Regions from separate parts of the Hordeum vulgare genome. Here region 2 is linked to region 1. A link is a contact called in public Hi-C data. All regions are on one chromosome and are shown on one strand. The core of a region is the stretch at or near the end of the contact, and the rest is flanking DNA. Distances in the headings are between cores, read along the strand shown. Region 1 holds the start of LOC123396585. Region 2 has its middle 36 kb from the start of LOC123396585.

Region 1 (4,370 bases), core at 951-3,450:
CATCTCTTTGGGAGCGTGAGGTTAGGGTTTCTCGTCGTGTGGCGAGATTCGATGTCAGGTGAATCATATTTATTCAAGGGTTCAACGGCGATGGCCGTGGCTCTAGGGCGCTGGCCCGTAGGGGCACGTGCATGACTTCCCGACTGCCATTAACACAGTCAAACTGGCTTCGGTATGGGAGTGACAATATTGACGCGCCGGCGGCTCGCTCCAGCAACGGTAGTGGTCCTTTGATGGTCCCATAATTTGGATATTTTTTATTATGTTTGAGGTGTTTTGTATTTCCAGTGAATTTGAATAATAGATTTGGATCCTTTTCGTAAAACATAGATAAAATACATTCGGAAAGTCGTCAATACGGACCGGAAGACGTTGGCCGCGGTCTGAATAGCATTTGCCGCCCTGGAAAAAAGAAATGTCGACGAGGATCTGGAGATGATCTGAAATTTTGTTAAAGACATGGTTTTTTCGGTACTTCCAAATTGCCCATGATAAAGGGACGCAAAGTTTCTGCTCGTGAGCTCAAATGAGCTCAGCGAACAATAAAATCAAAAAATAAACAAATAACTATGATTCTTTTGTGACAAACATTGACAAAAGTTTAAAAGTTTTAAGTGCGTGCAAAAATTTATCATGTAATCACATTCTTAGAAGGCATGGCCAAAAAAATTGACACTCCGAAAATACTACTTTCAAAGTATTTTGGAGCATTGATTTTTTACCAACGAAAATGTGATTCCATGAGGAGTTTTTGCAAGCACTTCAAAATTTTGTCAATGTTTGTTAAAAATAGGATTAGTTTATTTTTTACTGTTTACCAAGCTCATTTGAGCTCGGGAGACACTTTCGATGATAAGGCACATACTCCCACCTGAAAATGTCATTTCCCAACAAATCCGGTACACTGAATAAAACGGAGCTTAAACCCCGAGGGGGCAGCGAGCTGCTCTAGTAGAGAACATACCTGATCGATGGAGCTAATTATGCCGCTACTCAGTACTCAGCAGCTATACTGATTGTCCGGTGTTGTAGCTCCGTGCTTGCTGGTGCAGCTGCAGCAGTGCGGCTCACTCGCCTGACAGCTCGGTTCGAACCAACGCGTCCACCTACCGACACACTCGGTAGCCACTTAATCCTACTCAATCATGACAGGCTCTCACTGACTTAGCTCAATCTGCCGTCACCCTTCCTTGACACTCGCACTACTGCTTTGAACGCAAAGCTTGACTATTAGCCATGCATGCTTGATCACCAAGCTTAAGGCTCTCTAGAATGTTGACAATTTGACAAACGGGATGGATGACTCTCTGGTAGTATGGTGTCGCTGATGTTCACAGAGAATTGTTATAGAAGCCGTATTTGACCAGTAACCTACCTGGTTGCTTCAAGATTGTGAAATCCTGTTCTTTTTTCTAGGCCAATAGTTTTATCTAAGGGGTTTTGGGGCATCTCCAAAGCGGACGCTAAAACCATCGGGGTCGTGCGATCCCGACATATTTAGCCATTGATGTGGGTTTGTATCGGTCCGTTAAATGGTCTGGGCGTACTTTTTTCAACAACCCGAATAAACTGGGGGTGAGAGGAGGAAGACATTGCGGGAGTCTGAAAAGCACCCACGTAGGACTTCGACACCCCCGGCCCATCCAGAATCCCTCCCAAACCTCACACCTCTATCCTCCCATTTCGCGCATTTAGTTTTTCTACCTTGCCTTCGTTATCGCTTCATCACCCCGGTCATCACGCCACACGCTTGCTGGAACTCGACGAGCCCGTCACCTCCAACGGTATATCTATGCTACACGTCGCTTTTCCTCCATCTCCGTTCCACACCTCTCCCCCGACCGCCGTGTGTGTACCATTCGCTTCTATGATACTCATCATGTCCGGCAACTGTTCGGTGAATAACATGTAGTGTTGAATGAACGGTTTCCGTATCCACGTCTTCCCTTTTATGGATGGATACGGTGTCCGTTTTACGGGTAAGCGTTGCAGATGCCGTTAGGCCAATAATTGACAATGCAACTATGCAAAGGGGAAGGCAGCCCAAGCATAGCCCCCCCCCCCCCCCCCCCACACACACACACACAACCCCATTGGCGCCACACATGAGAGTTAGTTGCACCTTCACCGGGACAGTACGTGGCCGAACCAGATTCTCCAGGGACCAGGCTACAGTCAGTGAGTGCCAGAGTATCCACACTGACACTATCCTCCTGCCACGGAAAGGCCTCCTGACATTCTCTCCCGCATGCACGAAATTCCACTACCTGATGTTTTTCCGATGCTCCCAAACCAACCGCGATCAGATTCACCACCCACAACTCACCAACCCGTCGTCAAAGCAGAGCAGAGCAGTCACCCCTCACCAACACGACAAGGTCGAAACTTTCTCCCAGTCTTGTACTCCTCTCGTTTCGTTGGTGCATATCTGATATCTCATCTCTCTTCCCCCCCGAAACAAGGGGAGCACAGAGCGCCAAGCTAACAGCCCCTCGGCTCGGCTCCCGCCATCTATCCATCTATAAATGCGGTATCCCCAACCAACCTCCAGGATCCTGATCGAAAGTTGAGATTTTTCCCGGTTGATAGCCCGGACATCCAACAAGAAGAGCCGCGTGCCGGCGTGCGTGCGTGATCATGAAGCCGCGTGCGCCTCCGGCGGCAGCGGCGGCGTCTGGCGTGCCGGCCAGGCTCCGGCCGCACCTCCCGCGGGTCACCGCCTTCCTCATCGTCTTCTCTGTTGGCTACTCGCTCGGCATCGTCTCGTCGTCCGCCCGCCCGCCCACGCCCAAGCCGTCGCAGACTGTCATACGGCCGCACGCCGCGCACCTCACCGCTGCCTCCTCCAGCGTCCCCGCCTCGTCGAACGGCACGGGCACGAGCTACCCGCGCTCGCCGCCGCACGACCTGTTCAGGTTCGGGGACGAGTGCGGGCAGCCGGTGCCGGCCGAGGACGTGGTGAAGACGCTTCTTGATAAGCTGTTCGACGGCGAGAGCCCGTACGCGAGCTTCCCGCCGGCGCACACCGCGGCGCTGCTGCACCCGGCGGCGGCGCGGCCGCGCGGGTGGGGGTCGACGGGGGCGGTGTTCGCGGAGCTGATCGAGGAGGTGCGGCCGGACGTGATCGTGGAGCTGGGCGCGTTCCTGGGCGCATCGGCGCTGCACATGGCGGCCGTGGCCAGGAACCTCTCGCTGTTCCCGGCCATCCTCTGCGTGGACGACTTCCGCGGCTGGCCGGCCTTCCGCGGCCGCTTCCGCCGCGACGTCCCGCAGCAGCGCCACGGCGACGCTCTGCTGCTGCCACAGTTCATGGCCAACGTGCTCGCCGCGGGGCCCGAGGCCGCGGCCACGGTGCTGCCGCTGCCCTTCTCCACGGCGTCCACGCTCGGGGCGCTGTGCCGGTGGGGCGTCTACGCGGACCTCATCGAGGTGGACGCCGGCCACGACTTCCACTCGGCGTGGGCGGACATCAACCTGGCATGGGCCGTGCTGCGCCCCGGCGGCGTCATGTTCGGCCACGACTACTTCACGGCCGCCGACGACCGCGGCGTCCGGCGCGCCGTCACGCTCTTCGCCAGGGTCAAGGGCCTCACCGTCCGCCCCCATGGCCAGCACTGGATCCTATCCCCGAAGCCGCGCGGCGACGGCCGGTGACCAGGCGCTCTCGGTCTCTCCGGTGTGTGGATGTGTGCTCGTGCTTCTCGCCGTCGCCGGCGGGCCCGGACACGCACTCTCGCCAGCCATCCAGTGGAAACCGCGGAATTAATCTCACCATACGTGTCCACGTCCAAAGCAGGATGACATGTCCCAAGCAGGATGAGAAGCTTACCTACGTACCTTGTCCCGGTCTCTGAACTTGCGAGGTGTTCGTTCGTTCGTTCCATCACATTTTCTTACACGAGAAAACAACAAACACGATTGTACATCAAAGGTAGATGAAAAGCTGTTGTGTCATGTCTGGTGGTAACTTACTTACTTACTTATCGATCAAGATGAGATGGATTACTTATCGATCAAGATGATCTGTATAGTGCTCGAGTAGGCCGGGTTCTTTGCGGTACGGAGATGGAGCGATAAACTGTGGATGGTGATAGTGATGGATGGAGATAAGTTGTGGAGGATGATGTGGTTCGCGCACCGGCCGGCAGGGGCGAGGAAGCTTTAGCTAGAGCTAGAAGAAGGTGACGGTGCGACCGAAAGCGTTGAGGACGACGTACGTACTTGCTGGATGCTTAGCGTGGGAATGGCAATGGTGGGAGATAGAGTGGTGGCCAAACCGGTTAGGTGGTTCGTTAATAAATTAAATTTGCTTGTTCGGTCATCATTTTCGAGTGATTTACAAGTCAATCTCTCCTGTTACCTGTCGAGCC
Region 2 (4,370 bases), core at 815-3,314, 36 kb after region 1:
TGTAGCTACTGGGCCTGTTCGTTAACGCATGTTTTATAAAATATAATAAAGAAGACAAATAGTACAAACCTTGATCCGATACTAGTGGCAACACTGCTAGCCACTATGCCAGCTTCAACTGTGTAAAATACCCACCTAGTTGAGGGTAAAACCGCTGGTTTTGCATTGGTCATTTGGTTTTTTTCGTGTGCTTTTGACTTTTTTTTGCCTTTTTCCCTTTCTTCCATTTTCTTCTGTTACATTTGGAATTCTATTTTCCGTATTTTTTTTGTTTTTTGTTTCCTTTTATTTTTTATTTTTTCTTTAGTCCTTTTATTGTTTTACCGGTTTTCCAAATACAATATTAATATTTTTAATACATGATCAACATTTTTCCTATACATTGTTTTAAAAATTCTTAAATGCTTAATTAACATTTTTAAAATACAAGGTTAACATTTTTTCATAAATGATCAACATTTTTCCTCTACACTATTTCAAACATTTTCAAATGCTTGATTAACATTTTTCAAATACAAGATCAACACTTTTTTAACACATGGTCAACATTTTTTCTATGCACATTTAACATTATTCAAATGCTTGATTAAGACGTTTTCAAATGCAGCACTAACATTTTTTTTCATACATTGTCACATTTTCCAAATGCCTGATGAACATTTGTCAAATACTTCTTTAACATTTTTGCAAATGGTTAACTTACGTTTTTATATACATGTTAAAAAATTCATTTTTTTTAACACATGATTAACATTTTTTCAATAGCCATTTAACATTAACAAATTTTTTATTAACATTTTTCAAATACTTATTCAATTATTTTCGAAATGCTCGACTAACATTTTTATATACATAATAAAAATCGTCATATTTCTTTATACACATTTAACTTTTTCAAATGCTTGATCAACATTTGTTTAATAATTTTTATAAATATATATTGTATGAAATATTTAGAATGATAGAGCAGTGCATATACCACCACATAACTGTATATATGACATGTCATATAACTACCACCGGATGGTAGGAAATATTTGTCATATATCTATCTATCTATACCAATAATGGAAATAAGTATTCTTAGTTCATCGTGCTATTTTATAGAAAGCCCCATAATATTTCTAACATTAAACCCGTAGTACATAATAAATATATTTTTAAATACCCATATCTTCTAGATCGTAACTTCAAATTTAGTTCATCGTGCTATTTTATAGAAAACTCCATGATGTTTCTGACTTTAAACCCGTAGTACATGTGAAATGTTTTAAAAAATACCCATATCTTCGACCGTAACTCCAAATTTAACATTATATATATATAATTTGATTAAAACATTATGTAAAATCTGAATGTAATGTTATTTTACTCAGATTATAGACCATTTTTTTAAATTAAGAACATATGGTATTCTTTTCTTCCGTTACAACACACGATCACTTTTGCTATGTATATAGAAAGTCTATTTATCACCCAGGATGCAGAATAAGTTATTCTTCGCCCAAGGTAATCTTACGATTGTTTTATAAATAAGTTATATCGGGAATACAAATAATTACCTCTATATTGATTCACTATGTAAAATTTAACATAAAAAAACAAAGATATAGGTCATAAGACCACAAAAATTGCATTATATATATATATTACACTATATTTCTTTGTTTGTAATTTTACGTGACATAAAATATTTTTTACGATGATTATATATTTTCGTATGGTCTCTTTCTACGTATGAAATAAGAAAAAAAATAACAAAGCATAAAATTACGATGCATTGATGTTAAAATAAAGGGAGATGAAAAATAACTATTCCTCATCCAGGGTGACAAATAGTCAATCTGTCGGAAAACCCGTCGTGCACGTTTTGCAAAAAAAAAACTCCCGTTTTATGGTATTCAACCCACGGTCCTGTTTTTATTTGAGATAATGTTTCGTTTTTACAGACACACCCTCTATCCAATCCAGACCGTGTTCATCCCCTTCCTCTTATCCACTCCCAGGCGCCCGCAGGCTGCTCTCTCCCTTCCTCTTATCCACTCCCAGGCGCCCGCCGGCTGCTCTCTCCCTTCCTCTTATCCACTCCCAGGCGACCGCCGACTGCTCTCTCCGCCTCCGCTGGGGCCTAGCCCTGCCGTATGTACGACACGAGGATAGTCTTGTTGGCAGCGGAGACGGCTATGGCGAGGCGGTACGGACGGCCTTCTCCATCCCAGGCGGACGGCTATGGCGAGGCGGTACGGACGGCCTTCTCCATCCCAGGCGGACGGCTATGGCGAGGCGGTACGGACGGCCTTCTCCATCCCAGGCGGCCCTCTCCGGCGTGGTGAGCGCAGGAATGGGGCGAAGAAGGCGGCCAGACAGCCGTGGGGCGAGCTCGGGAATTTGGCGATGTCGTGCTTGCGCGCGAGAGGGCCTCTCGTAACCCGATTGAGGTCGGGAAATTGGTATGCTGCTCGCTTCAAATCAGCAAACAGAGGGAGCAAAGGCTGAAATAACAACACCAGAGTAAGATCCATCCATGTTAGGCCGACCGTCGAGTGGCCGTCGGTGCTGGAGCGACTGCGGCCTTGAGCGGGCCGGAGCCAGCACTGAAGAAAGATCCATGGTGGGCCGGCCGTTACGAGAGTGGACGTTGGTGCTGGAGCGATGGCGGCCCCGAGCGGGCCGGCTGCAGCGTGAGGATCCCAACGGCGGCCTCAAGCTGGCCGGAGCAACGCGTCTCTTCTGCGAGACCAACGGAAGGTCGGGATGTGAATATCACGGTAGAGAAACCGAGGAAGCGCAACGACGGGATGTGGATCTCGCGTGCTGATGGGTGCAGCGAGGTGGCTGGTCTCTTCTAGACGTGTTTAATTGATCCCAGCTATTAAACGTGTAAAGAATCTTTTCTTGTTTTTAATTTACGTCTTTAATTTACGTGTCATGGCAATAGAGTTTTTAATTGATCCCAGCTATTGTTACGTGTAAAGAATCTTTTCTTGTCTGATTGTAGTACAATAATTAATCTGATCTACAAATGCCATAACATTTTCCTACGTCCTAAAGTGTATCCATGAAAAACAAGACACATGCGCCGTCGTTAATTAACTTAGTCATGCTTATTTGAAACTATGTGTAGGGATACCACGGTACAAATATATTATTTAAACAAAAGAATATAGTAAACAAAAGTAACCTACTTTAATGAACTAGCTTACTTTCTTGAACAAAGGTAATTACAGAAGTTGTTATATCCTACCACTATGATTTAAAGACATTTAATAATTTTATATATGATAGTGTTAAATTTACTTAGTGATAATCACCTGAAAGAAGAACATAGGAAATTACGTCTAAACGTGAATCGAGCAACAAACTAAGTAGAGATGAAATTGTAATAAAGAATCCTACATATATGGCAACATAACAGAAACTTAGAACATATATACGACAAGGACTACATGGTCAACGCACACGACAGAAGCATACATGCATGGACATCGAACAAATTATACCACACTTTTATTGTGTGACGTCGGTAACTCAAAATAAGTAGTAAATTTAGGATATTTTTATTATGAGTATGGTAGTATAAGGTAGTTCACCCGATTAGCACCCCCAAGAATCCTATTGTTAATTGATTCATCATTTTTGTTATCATCACACTTATCACCCAAATGTCCAACCTAATTAATGATAACTTAGTTTTGCTTCGTAGTAAAGCTTATCTTCCTTTTCTCCTGGTGCAATGCACGGACATGTTTGCTACTGTGGGTGTGAAAGAGCACAAACAAAACCAAAAAGTAGAGGAAAAACAAAAACAGAAAGTATGAAAAAGAGGTTGTAGCCTCCCGCGATGTCATGGCGGCCCATCGTGAGGGCGTCCTAAATGTTCCGCATCTCCTGCCGACGAGTCCGGTCCAAAGTTGCGGAGTGGAGCAGCGTCGTAGACAAAGTAGTCGAACACACCGAATAGATGAACACCAAGAAGTAAAGAGGAAACAATCTTTATTAATGATGGGTCTCTCTGTTACAATGATTGCCTCTCCTCTGCTTATACAGGGGTATGGGGTCAAGGGATAAATACCCATCTAACGTGAGTTTGGGAAACGATAGGGGTTGGCTGCGTGCCTCGCACGCGAGCCAGCCTCACTACTGACGTCGCGAGTCCTTGGGTCAGGGCCAGTTTCCCAACACTCCCCCTTGGGTAATTATCTGTATATCCATGTCTCATAACTCCGAAAAACCCAGTGGGAAAAATATTGAGACAGAGCACACTGTGTACGTTGTTGTATTGCGCGAATTGCCTCGTTAAAAACCTTAGGTGAGAATCATCAGGAAAACTCACTTAAGGGAAAAAGAGTACAATCCACTCAACCACCTGG

The links. Hi-C and Micro-C count contacts between places; a contact is called where the count stands out from the background.
Region 2: a Hi-C map of seedling shows a contact between it and region 1, with 2.2 times the contacts expected there. The contact joins the enhancer-like site here to the promoter of LOC123396585 in region 1. A contact is called at or near these places in 5 of 6 Hi-C or Micro-C datasets (leaf and seedling).

Annotation. Positions count from the first base shown.
Region 1 is chr5H:494,008,556-494,012,925 of MorexV3_pseudomolecules_assembly, forward strand. LOC123396585 reads left to right here and starts at 2,201. Exons shown (of 2, transcript XM_045091479.1): 1 at 2,201-2,378; 2 at 2,473-3,991. The coding sequence starts at 2,638. The coding sequence ends at 3,654.
Region 2 is chr5H:494,044,882-494,049,251 of MorexV3_pseudomolecules_assembly, forward strand. No RefSeq gene overlaps it. Among protein-coding and RNA genes, the nearest start is that of LOC123396585, 36 kb to the left of the region's middle. Within about 2 kb of position 2,065, at least 3 of the 3 cell types and tissues checked have open chromatin away from gene starts, as enhancers often do. A contact at or near this core is called in leaf and seedling, where this site is marked.